Linked DNA regions of Bos taurus: region 2 is linked to region 1. Evidence: chromatin contacts called from public Hi-C data. All regions are on one chromosome and are shown on one strand. The core of a region is the stretch at or near the end of the contact, and the rest is flanking DNA. Distances in the headings are between cores, read along the strand shown.

Evidence for each region. Hi-C and Micro-C count contacts between places; a contact is called where the count stands out from the background.
Region 2: a Hi-C map of liver shows a contact between it and region 1, with 2.8 times the contacts expected there. A contact is called at or near these places in 2 of 11 Hi-C or Micro-C datasets (liver and an unstated tissue).

What each region holds. Positions count from the first base shown.
Region 1 is chr5:32,524,748-32,530,749 of ARS-UCD2.0, reverse strand. RAPGEF3 (Rap guanine nucleotide exchange factor 3) reads right to left here and starts at 2,174. Exons shown (of 28, transcript NM_001080302.1): 1 at 1,901-2,174; 2 at 1,212-1,424. The coding sequence starts at 1,906.
Region 2 is chr5:32,567,015-32,573,707 of ARS-UCD2.0, reverse strand. It overlaps ENDOU (endonuclease, poly(U) specific), which reads right to left. Exons shown (of 10, transcript NM_001102090.1): 2 at 5,480-5,602; 3 at 2,521-2,592; 4 at 1,848-1,982; 5 at 1,024-1,195; 6 at 257-456. Among named protein-coding and RNA genes, the nearest start is that of ENDOU, 7.1 kb to the right of the region's middle.

The DNA.
Region 1 (6,002 bases), core at 925-3,424:
GGAGGGAGGGTTCCAGCCCACTGGCTCCAAGCAGTAGCTACTGCCAGTGACCTGGGGTGGGGGTGGGAGGGACAGACAGCTGAGCCCAGAAAGACCATGGCTCCCCTGCTCCGTCCAGAGTGCCATCTGGAGCAGCACCCAGGCCCATGAGGCCCCTTCTCAGGAAGACCCAGGGAGGGAGGAGGTGGAGGACAGCTGGGGACTGACACCTAGATTCTCCTCTCACTTCCCATTGCAAGGGGGACCCCATTATCTTGGTGGGCCTTGGTTTTCTCAACTCAGCTTCATATTTTGGTACATTTGGTAAATATAAATGGCTATATTTGGTAAATATATAAATGGGTGAGGTAGGAAGGAGGAGGCAGAAGGTGGTGGTCATTCTACTCAAAAGAATTTGCTCCTAAGAGAGGGGTTCTCCAAACTCTATCACCTGATCCAACTCCACCCCTTTGCCCCGATGGGCCCCCCCACCCACCTGCACACATGTCACAGACACACACCAGAGCTCAGGTGAAGAAAATCTATTAAGTCTGGGTGGTTGGGGAGAGCTTCTCTGCTGTTTTGGATCCTGCAACCATATCCTGCCTACCATCCACCATCTACCCACCCCCCCGCACCCTGCCCCCCACCACACACACTTCTCTTTCCTTCATTCTTGCAGCTCCAGAGATGTTCTTCACTGGCAAAGGGAGCTCCGTTCATCTCACAGTCTCCAAACTTCTCATAATTCTCCCCTGAGCCCCTCCAAGCCAAATGCCAACCACTTCACCCCAGATCAAGACACAGACTCCATGCAGTTCAGTCCTCACTAAGGAGAATGCTGCCACGGTGATGTTTAAAGAATAGTACCAAGCTTACCTCCCCAGCACTTGACCCGACCCCTGTATTTCATACATGTCTCCCACACCACCTGAAGAACACACGAGCACCTAACTCAAGCCACAGGGAAGTGACAAGTTCTTTTCCCCTTCGCCACATTCCTGAATAGGGGGACTTGGGCACCACGCATACCCAGCATACCCGCATACCCAACGCAGTTGTGTGAGACACCCACACTGCAGCCAGGCTGCCTGACCTGCTGCCCACCCCAGGTGTATCCCCCATGCCCGCCGAGCAAGCTGGACTGGTAGCAGCATGCTCGCCCTCCCAGTCGGGGGCCCTCTCCAGCCCAGGGGGGCCTGGCCCTGGCCAGGGAAGGGGATGGGACTCACCCAGCGCAGCCCCTGGATGCAGCTGGGGCGCTGGTGTTCGAGCAGCAGCTGGTAGGAGCAGCTTCGGGACCGATACATCCTCCTGAGCACCATGTTGAGCAGCGTCCCCTCCGGCACCACGTCCGGGAGGCCTCCCAACGGCGGTGCTCCCAGAATCGAGTCGCCCTCTACAGCCAGGCCCACCTGCCAGCGGCCCTCACCTGGCCAGCCCACCTGTGATGGGAAGAGGACGGCAGACAGCCATGAGGCTGGGTCCGGGGCAGCTGGACCAAAGCACGGCTCGGCTGCCCCAAGCAGAAGCACCTCCTTCGAATCCTCTGTACTGGTCAGGCGGAGGTGCTGCGCCCCTGCCAGGAGCCGGGGGAGGGACAGGAAGACCTTCACTGGGGCCTGCCGGTCTGGCGCACTTAGGGGTCTCCAGCCGGCGGCGGCGGCGGCGTACCAGAGATCAGGCCCTTCTTTGGAATTCTGCCCCACCCCACCGACCATGGACCTGCAGGGATCTCCACCAACTCCCAGAATGGAGCTGCGGACTCACTGGATCCCCGAGAAACGCAGCTTCAGCTCAAACCCTTCTTTTCTCCTCCCTCCTCACCCTTGACCAAGCCTCTGTCTCCCACCCCAACTCCCCCACCGTGTCAGCTTCCTCCTCTGCTCCTCCTCCCCTGCCCCCACCCCATCATACCCACCTTCATGTTCCTCCTTCAAGCTCGCACAGCCCTGCAGGCTCTAGCAGAAGGCAAGGGGTGGCGGGAGCACCCGCCCGCCCCACAACGAGCCACTGTGTGCCCCCGGCCTGTAAGTCCCAGGAGAAGTGAGCCGACCAATTCGTAGCTGGAGCCGCTTCCAAGGCAGCCCCAGCCAGGCTGGGTGGAAAGGCTCCTCTCGGGTTGGGGGAGAACTGGGGACTTGGTGGGGGGACAACGTCACCCCAGCCCCCAGCGACAAGGAACCCCGAGCCTCCCCTCCGTCCCAAACGAAAGAGCCAGCTGGCACCGGGCGCTGAAGCGAGGCTGCAGCTGGCACAGATCCGGGCGGGAGCTGTCACACCCCCGGCGCGGCCCGCCCCCTTCCCCTCCAGGGCAGACCGGAGGGGGCGGGGAGGACGCGCCTGGCGCTCGGGTAGGGAAGGGGGCGGGCTCCGGCAGGGGGCGGAGTCGGAGCGCAGGGTACCCGGAGCTGGCGGGAACCTTGGCCTCGAGAAACCCCGGGCGCCGTAGCGCCCCGGGAGTGTGTGCCCGGTAGCAGCGGCGGCGGCGGCGGGGCTGTCGGGGTAGGGGCTGCGGGGTAGGGCCGCCATGCGGCCGGGAAGAGAAACGCAAACAAGGAAACGGGGGGCAGGGGGAAGGGGGTGAGTCATTGCGGCCCCACCCGGGAGGGAAATCCGGGCTGGGGCCGCTTCCCGGCCGGGGGCGCCCTGCCTCCTGTTTCGGTTCAGGGTCTCGAACAGGCTGGGGGAGGGACTGGGCCATTTTCCCGGAGGGAATCCCGCTGCCCAGCCTCCCACCGCAGCGCTCCTCTGCACGCACCCCATCCGCCTTCTCCCCGCCCTACACACGCACGCACACCCCCGGCACGGGTGGGGAAGTTGAGGCTGGAATGGAAGGACGGCGCTCGCGGATGGTGGGGGCTGGAGTCGGGGCCGAGCTCTGGGAGGAGAAGGGGTTAGAAGGCCTCGCCCCCCCGCGGTTCCGGAGTCCCAAGCCGGCTATGTGTGGAGGGCCGTCGCCTCCCTGGGCCTCAGTTCCCACCGCCGCGTCGGTGGCCCAGCGCCCCCTCTTCGCCCTTCTCCTGCTTCTGAGGCGGCGGAGAGACAGTGGCTCCGGGTCAGCTATTCCCCCGGCGCCAGCGGCGAAACTGGTCCCATTCTTCATTGAGGGTTTTGGAAGGAGTCGCGCGCCCCGCCCCCGGCTTTCTAGAACGTACTCTCTTTTGGCCCATCAGTGTCCCTTTCCCTCTGCAGCTGAGCCTGCCTGGACAGAGGAAGACACATCTCTAACGTACCATGCCCCCTGCTCTTCCACCGATGATTATTCTCTTGGGGGTGTGGGTGTGGGTTTTCATTGTGATTAAAACCTCAATTTCAATGTATCTTTAAAAGTCTTCCCAGGAGCTTATCAAATGTAAGTTCCAGCCCCTTAAATTCAGACTCAGTCTAACTGGCATGAAATGGAAAATCTGTGTTTTGAACAAATACCCTAAAGTTGTCTGCTGGGTTCACACTTTGAAAAATGTTGGTGGAGTTTTAAATGCTCCCTCAGGGAAGACGAGGTTAGGTATGCGTCCTCAGTCCTCAGTCGCGTCTCTTTGCGACCCCATGGACTTTAGCCCACCAGGCTCCTCTGTCCATAGGATTTTCCAGACAAGAACACTGGAGGGGGTTTGCCATTTCCTCCTCCAGGGGACCTTCCCAGCCCAGGATGAAAGATGAGTGTCCTGCATTGGCAGGCAGATTCTTTACCACTGAGCACCTGGGAGGGGAGCCTAAAGATGATTCTAGCCCCAAGCCCAAACCCAGCCGCCCAAATGCAGGTAATTTTAAAGAAGGAAGAACAGTTTGGAGGGATTAACAGGCAGAGGTCACATGGGGAAGAGAGTTGAGAGGGAGTGGGGCTGGGAAGTGAGTTGAAATTTCAGGTTGCTGGTGCCATTGATCTGTCTAGAAGTTGCTGCAGGGGAGTTTCCAGAGATTGCAATCAGAAAGGGGTCTCTGATTTCCTATTCATACTGCCACTACTTTAGGCAGGTGGAAAAGGAGCCAGTGAGTAAGGCAGGACACTTGCATCCCTCACAGCAGACCACAATAGCCTATAAGTGCCTGGCACTGTTCCAGGTGTTCACAGGTATTTTCTCTCTGCCACCAGCCTGTGAATTAGTACTACTGTCATTACCACCTAAGATGGTGAAGATGAGGCTCAGAGATATTAAGTAACTTGCCAAGGTCACACAGCTATTCAGTGATAGAACTGGGGCTTGAACCTGGGTGGCCTGGCTGCACTTAACCCCCAAGCTATGCTGCACTGTGTGTACATCATATTCATTTTCTGATCCAGACTACATGCCTAAGAGAGGGGGCTACAGAAAGAGAAGCTGAGTATGGTGGGGGGTAAGGTGCCACTATCCAAGAAAGTCATCAAATGGGACCTTCCAACTTGTTTCTTTATCTCTGAAGAACAGGGCCCCCCACCTCCCACCAAGGCAAATGATTGAGCAGGTGTTGCCTTCTCAGGATTCCTGGTTGGGACTGGTCGGTGGAATGAATGCTCAGTAGATTTTTGATGGAGGCTGAGGCCTGGAGGGGGCAGGGGTCTAAAGGAGTGTGTCTGAGGAAGACACTTTAAGCTAGATGGTGAGTCATCATGGGGACAATCGTGCCATGCCCCGATACAACCTCCACCCTCCCCCAACTGTCTTTAGATGCCTGAAAGGTATGTTAGGACAGATAAATAATAACAATAGTTAGCATGCACCAGGCTCTGTTCTTGACATTTGTTATACATTCACAGGTTTAATCATCACAACAACCCTATCTGATAGGTACTATTGTTATCCCATTTTGCAGATGAGGAGATGGAGACATGGAAAGGTTAACTGACGTGCTCAAAGTCTCACAGCTAAGATGGGGAGCATTGAGTGATTCTCCCCAAGCACTTAGAAATCTGTGTGTGCTTTATTTACCACTCTGCAGTCCTGCCTCTCAGATATACTGACAGCTCCCGCAAAGGCAAAGCCCACATCCAGAGTCCTTTCCCCGACACCTGGGTGCACAGGCTCCAAGAGGTGGGGAGTGGGACAGACAGATAATGGAGGCTGAGCAGCTGGGCCCCTTGACACCGTCCACCTCGATGCTGAGCTCTCTGCCAGGACACAAGCCTCCTGGAATCATGCCTCCCTGTTTTCAGACTGGTAGCAGAGGAAAGCAGAGGTTCCCAGGGAGTAGTCCAGGAGGGTTGATGGATAAGGAGGGCTTCTCGGTCTGCTGTGGCTCTGGGCTGTAGTCCTCATCCAGGCCTCTCTGCTGAGCTCTACACTGGTGGAGCCCACGGCCTCCTGGATCTTCACACTACATGAATGGAAAACTGCCTTCCCACCCTAGCTGCTCCTCTTCCCACCCTGCCTCTCTCAGCTCCCTGCTCCAGGATCCCCACCACTGCCTAAGCAGGGCACCTCATACCTCGGTCCTTCCTTCTCCCACATCCAGTTCAGTTCAGTTGCTCAGTCATATCTGACTCTTTGCGACCCAATGAATTGCAGAATGCCAGGCCTCCCTGTTCATCATCACCTCCCAGAGTTCACTCAAACTCACATCCATCGAGTCGGTGATGCCATCCAGCCATCTCATCCTCTGTCATCCCCTTCTCCTCCTGCCCCCAATCCTTCCCAGCATTAGGGTCTTTTCCAATGAGTCAACTCTTTGCAAGAGGTGGCCCAAGTATTGGAGTTTCAGCTTCAACATCAGTCCTTCCAATGAACACCCAAGACTGATCTCCTTTAGGATGGACTGGTTGGATCTTCTTGCAGTTCAAGGGACTCTCAAGAGTCTTCTCCAACACCAGTTCAAAAGCATCAATTCTTCAGCGCTCAGCTTTCTTCACTGTCCAACTGTCACATCCACACATGACCACAGGAAAAACAATAGCCTTGACTAGACGGACCTTTGTTGACAAAGTAATGTTTCTGCTTTTAATATGCTGTCTAGGTTGTCATAACTTTCCTTCCAAGGAGTAAGCATCTTTTAATTTCATGGCTGCAATCACCATCTGCAGTGATTTTGAAGCCCAAAAAAATAAA
Region 2 (6,693 bases), core at 783-3,282, 43 kb before region 1:
CTGGGGCTGAGATTAGGTTAAAAGACAGGATGACTCCCAAGCCAGGCAGAGGATTCTTCAGCTCCTGCTGGAGTCTGTGGGCTCCTCTCTCTGGCCCCTTCCCTGCCCCTTCCCAGGTGTACACTGGCCTCCACCTAAATCCTCACTTGCTCTCCTAACCTGCCCATCATGGACCCCCGTCCCCAGCAGGCACACCCCGAGTCCTCAGGATGACCTCCCTCATGGGCCGGGGGGGAGGCCCCACTGCCTCACTCACTCTGCTGGTGGAGGAAGCCGTAGAGTTCCTTCATGACGGCCGTCTTCATGATCTCTCTGAGGAAGGTGTCCTGCTCGGCCAGCTCCTGGGCTGTGAAGTGCTCCCCGCGGCCCGTGGCCCGCTGGTAGTTGTTGAGGAGGTTGAGGAAGGCGGAGTAGGTCGGCTTAGAGAAGAGCTTCTCATTGACATATGTGAAGAGCCTGGGGGAGGTAGAGGGAAGCCCAGTGAGAGGCCTGGACATGGAGCAGAAACACTCCAGAATGTCCAGATGCAGGGCAGGCATGTGAGGGTTGGGTGCAGAGGCAGAGTGGGGCCCTCAGATACTCCTGGGGACAATGCATGAGGTCACTCTTTTCTCTACTTCATCTTTTGGAAGGTCAGTTCTATTCTCAGCCAGTCTGTCCATCCTAAGTTCTATCATGTCTGACTCTTTGCAACCTATGGACTGTAGCCTGTCAGGCTCCTCTGTCCATGGGATTCTCCAAGCAAGAATACTGGAGTGGGTTGCCACTTCTTCTCCGGAGGATCTTCCCAACCCAGGGATAGAACCTTAAGTCTCCTGCACTGGCAGATGGGTTCTTTAGCACTAGTGCTACCTGGGGAACCTCAGAAACCCTCCCACATGGATCCCCACAGGCCCTCAGGATGGCTTTATCTGTCTCCAGAGAACCGGTTTCCCCTCTGCCTTTGATCCTACCTGCCTTAGGAGATAAGAGCTGAGGCACCAAAGGAGGCAAAATTCAGGAAGATGCGTTCAGGGAACTCACGGCTCTGGGCAGCGGTCTACTTGGTCTCTGGTCTCTGAGGGCGAGATGCAGTTTTGGCTGTTGAGAACGATGTCTTCCTTCCGGGCTTTGTTGGTGTCTGCCCTGTAGATCTTCTCAGAGACACTCTGCAGTTCTTCCTTAGTTATGGCATCGCTGCTGTGGGAGAAGCCCTCTGAGAGGAATTGGGGGAGGGGTATCTCAGAGCTCGATGGAGGCCAGGGGGCAGGTAGCTATCTGCGAACATCCCCTCGCAGGTACCTTCCAGAAGCCAGCATCAGGGGAGGGGGCTGCAGTCAGGCACCCTAGTGACTGCAGGGCAGTGGCCTAGAGCCTGTTAGTCCCTCAGTCGAGTCCAACTCTTTGCGACCCCTGAACTATGGCTCACCAGGCTCCTCTGTCCGTGGAATTCTCCAGGCAAGAGTACTGAAGTGGGTAGCCATTTCTTCTCCAGGGGACCTTCCCAACCCAGGGATCAAACCCAGGGCTCCTGCAGATTCTTAACTGTCTGAGCCACCCAGGGAAGTCCTGAGAGCCTAAAGGATCCTTACACTTAGCACAAAATACCCACACGGTCCCCTGCCACTAGGAAGGTTTTTGCACTTTGGCAAGCATCAGGATCATCTGGAGGGTTTGTGAAAACATATCGGTGGGCCCCACCCCAGAGTTTCTGATTCTGTGGATCCGGGCTGAGCCCTAGAGCTTCCATTTCTAATAAATTCCCACATTATGCTCATGCTACTGGTCCAGGGGCCACGCTTGGAGAACCATTGCTCTAGAGAGTCCCTCTGCCTCCCCGGCTATGCTAAAGGGAGCGGGAGACTGACCATGGCCACACAGGCTCTCAAAATCCTCGCAGCAGTTTCCAAACTCTGGGCAGCGGGCATTACAGTGGCATGAGTGGTGCTTGTCAAAGGCCTCCAGGCAGCGGCCCTGGCAGGAGCTGGGTGCCAAATACAAGCCTGAGAAGACGGAGAGGAGGTGTGTCCTGAGCAGACCGCTAGGGGTCGCTCTGTCGTGTCAGCAGCCAGGCCATGCCCCCTCCCCCAGCCCACCCTCTACTGCCAGCCCCGCCACCCCATCCCTACCCGCTACCAGCCTCGCTCTCCTGCTTCCTATTAAAGAACTCCAGGGAAGGAAAACAAACAAGCTTAATTGGTGCACACCCTTCACAGTCAGGAAGTCCTTTCTGATGCTGAACTCTCCTTTCAGGCCTGTTGTTTTTATAATCTTCCCTCTCTAAAAATAAAATCTCTTAACCCTCCCTCTCCCTCTTGCAGGCTTCAGACTCTTTCCTGCCTAACCCCCCAGCTCACTGAGGACCCCAGGGCTTCCTCCTGCCCAGGCCTCAAGAGTCCAGTGAGCCCCTCACCACCTCCAGGTGCTAGATTTGGGGTCCTGGCTGGCTTAGACCCAGGCCTACTGCTGTTGACATGGCTGACCTCTCCTTGCCCCATCCTGTGTCCCTTGTCCTTTCCCAAAGGCCCCCCCCAGACTCACTGCTAGCCGGAGCGCCCTCTGTCTCCTCTTCCAGTTCCAGGAATAGCTCTGGTTCTTTGGGATTCTCTTCAGCTGTAGGTCAGAGAAGTAAAGTCACCAGTCACCCCCAAGGGGCCCCTCCTCTTTATCCCTGGTTCTCAGTCCTCCCAACCAAGCATGTGCAGTGGAAAAAAATACAAAACAGGGGCTTGGATACAACATACAAGTACCAGGTGAAGGAGGAGGAAAATAGAAAATGTGAGACAGAGGGGGATTGAAAACCATTCTAAAACATGAAAGAACATCCCCAGGCATGACCTTCCTCACCATTTACCCTTCTGGTACTCAGTGTTGCTGTTCGGTTACTAAGTCGCCTCCGATTCTTTTGCAACCCCGTGGACTGTGGCCCACCAGGCTCCTCTGTCCATAGAGTTCTCCAGGCAAGGATACTGGAGTGGGTTACCATTTCTTCTCCAGGGAATCTTCCCAACCCAGGCATCAAACCCACATCTCCTGCATTGGCAGGCAGATTCTTTACCACTGAGCCACCAGGGAAGCCTGGTGGAGAAGGAAATGGCAACCCACTCCAGTATTCTTGCCTGGAGAATCCCATGGACGGAGGAGCTTGGTGGGCTGCAGTCCACAGGTCGCAAAGAGTCGGACACGACTGAGCGACTTCACTTTCACTTTCACCAGGGAAGCCTGGTATTCAGTGTGCTCATCCGTAAAAACGAGAGTGGGGACAAAAAGTGGTCCCTTCTGGGATGAAAACTCTGAGGTTGGTATGACTTTTCTTTAATATAAATTGATAGATGGATAGGCTTGAATCCCCCAAATGACAAGGCCCTCACTTAGGAACATCCCTTACCTATAATAACTCCCAGGGTCAAGGGTGAACTTCTCCCAGGCCTCAGGGAATAAGAACTGTTTCCTGAGTTACCAACTTCCCTACTTTCTTCACAGTTGCACTTGGCAATGGCCAAAGGCTGCGTTTGGGGGAAGGGCGTTCAGAAAAGCACATTCCTACTGTGCCCCACCCCCTTGCCTGCAAGCAGATTGACTGCAGCCTGAGCTCTAGGCGGAGAATAATGGAGTGGGGGTGGGGAGGAAGAGGAAGGCTTGACCTGGGGACTCAGCTCCTCTCTCCTCACAGAGTGGAATAAATTCCACCGCTCAAAGCCAACACTATTACAAAGTGCTTCAGAATCGGTTAGTGTGTTCACCACATAGTGTGGGTTATTACCATCAGACCCATGTCTGTGTGCTAAGTCGCTTCAGTCGTGTCCAGCTCTGCGACCCCAGGGACTGTAGCCTGCCACGCTCCTCTGTCTGTGGGATTCTCCAGGCAAGAATACTGGAGTGGGTTGCCATACCCTCCTCCAGGGGATCTTCCTCCTACATTGGCAGGCGGGTTCTTTGGCACTAGCACCACCTGGGAAGCCCATCAGAGCCACTGGGCAGGTTATTCACTGTCAACAAACATCTCCCTCCAATCACTTGCTTTCTGCCAGCCTGGTTAATGTTGACAATCCACAGGGTTCTTAACTCAGCCACACTTTATGCTGAATAGATTTCTGTGAGCTAATCTAGGGTCTCAACCATCATTTATAATATTTTTTCTATAGGAAAAGGGCTCTGAGTTGCACATCAGGGAGACGGATGAAATGGTTGCTAAGCTGAGTATGTTGAAATGGCAGGCTGATGGTCCACGGCGAACAAGCCACCCTGTGTCTGCTGAATGGGGCCCGGGGCGGCAGAGAAGGGCTGGGTCTGATTCTGGCACTGAGCTCTGGGCCTGGGTTTCCCTGCCTGGACCTGACAGCAGCAGTGCTAGTCCACTGGCGTTTTTGTGCAAATCGAATCAGCGTTCCTCAGGGTGGAAGCACCTCTGACGGCACACGGCTGGGTCAGCGGAGACCACGCTCGGGCAAATTAGGAAAAAGTACTCCTATCTCTCAGCAGACACAGCTCTTCACCAAGACACGTGGCTTAGCGAGGATACAGATTCAACTTTGGTTCAGCTTGCCTTCTCAATCAGAGGCTCTTGTGCAGTACATGACACACACAACTGTATGCAGCTGGCCGTTAGGTACCAGGGCTTCAGTGACCATGTTTTCCAAGCTGGGAGTCGGGGCATATGAGTGGACAGTAAACAGCAGAAGACCATTTACCTAGGTGTCTAAAACATTGGAAGCATCAAAATAAGGGAATTGTTCAAAATGAGTTTTGCAAATTTAAAACTGGGTAGTTAGAATAGCAGAACAACTGGCTTTTGAGGGTGGTACTTGTTCTGCTTAACCCTTGGCCTAGGAATGATGTGCAGCCACTCAGTCCACTCGTGGTAGGAAAAGTGAAAGTGTTAGCCGCTCAGTTGTGTCTGACTCTTTGCGACCCCATGGATTGTATTCTCCCAGGCTCCTCTGTCCGTGGGATTCTCCAGGCAAGAATACTGGAATGGGTAGCCATTCCCTTCTCCAGGGGATCTTCCTGACCCAGGGATCAAACCTGAGGCTTCCATATTGCAAGCAGATTCTTTACCATCTAAGCCACTGGGGAAGCCCTGTGATAGGAAGAGTGGTGTGAATTGTGACGGTCATTGACACCCTGTGGTCTTCCTGGTGGCGTGCAAGTTGGGAAAGTTCACTACCATTTGTTTACTTTTGCAAATAATAATTGGTAATGTCATATATGCTAAAATGATACTTTCATCTTTTCACTTTTTTTTTTAATTCCTTAAACTTTCCAGATATTAATCCTAATAGTTCAGACAGATGTTCCAGGTAAATGACTTTTATTTTAAGTTGGGGTCTTACACTGGGGACATCCTAATCCTCTTCAGGTCCTTTGAGCACCGTGATCAGTCTGGAACTCTGCTCTGGATAGCTGGACATCCTGGCCGGCAGTCCCTCCAGCAGGCTAGATGTGGTCATGGCCTGGTCTGCTGTACCTCCCAGACCCTTCACCCCACAAGGAGGCTCACCTGTACACAGCTGCTCATAGTCTTCACAGCAGTCCCCGTGCTGGGGACACCGGCGGTCACACTGGCAGACAGCATCCCGGTCAAATCTCTCATTACAGCGAGATGCGCATGACTCCCTTTTGCCTACGGTCAGTAAAGGTCAGACTCAGCTCCTTGGGGATTCTACTCTGCTCATCACAGTACCCTCTGCAGGAGGGTTCACAGACAGGGACGGGGACTTACCTAGCAGGAAAGGTCATTACTAGCTGCCAGGGATAAGTACCCACACAGCCTCCCATGCCTCTCCCGCACTGCCCACGAGCCATCACCCACCACCCACTGACTATTGCAGGGCTCATAATATAGACCGGGACCACAAACTCAGATGCCTACTGTACTAGACCTGTAACACAAACGAGTCAAGAGCAGGGAGGCAGTAGCAAGAGGTGGGGACTGTGACAGACTCAGAAACAATGCCCTGCCTGAGACTGGCAGCCACTAGCAGCTCCAGCCAATTGTCGCCATTTGGGATGCGGGCTAAGTGTTGCCAGAGCCTCCAGTTTTTTTTTTTTTCAACAGAAGCCTTCATTTTTATGTAAATTTTCCAATTTTAAAAAATTCGGAGAGACCAAAGAAAGAGGTCTGTGGGCTGGGCTTGGCCCAGAAACCATCATTCCCCTGTCACGTTGAGGATGGTGGATCACGGCTGTTCTAACGACCCCACCTGTCTTCTCCCCATGACTCATTCCCTGCCTGTCCATCCTGTCCCTTTTACATCTTCTGGTTCTTTGTTCTTTCCTCCCCTTAGCCTGGTCTCTCTGCACCTCCTTCCCCACTTGTTACAGCTTTCTGTCTCTTCTGGTCTTGGGAATGTGTTTGGATTAGTTTCGCTCAGGGTGGGGACTGAGGTGGGTGTGGGTGAGAATTGGGCTTTGGAACAAGAGCTGTTATGCAACCACAGACCACATCCCTTGCTCCAGCCAAATGACTTGCAGAAGCAAGCTTTTGGTCACATAAGGGGCATAAGACAAGAAAGTTTAAAAGAAATGGTACAAACCCACCACCACTGCTAAAAAAACAAGCCCACCACAGCAAAGACAGTGGAAGGGGGTGAGCCAGGTCAAGCTGGCTGCGCTCTCTTTCCTTCCACTCTAGGCTTTAAGGGTGATAACACAGCCTTTGTTTCCACTTGAGGTCCCTGAGGTTTGGATTTAGCGGGTTCTGGGTTTAGGGTC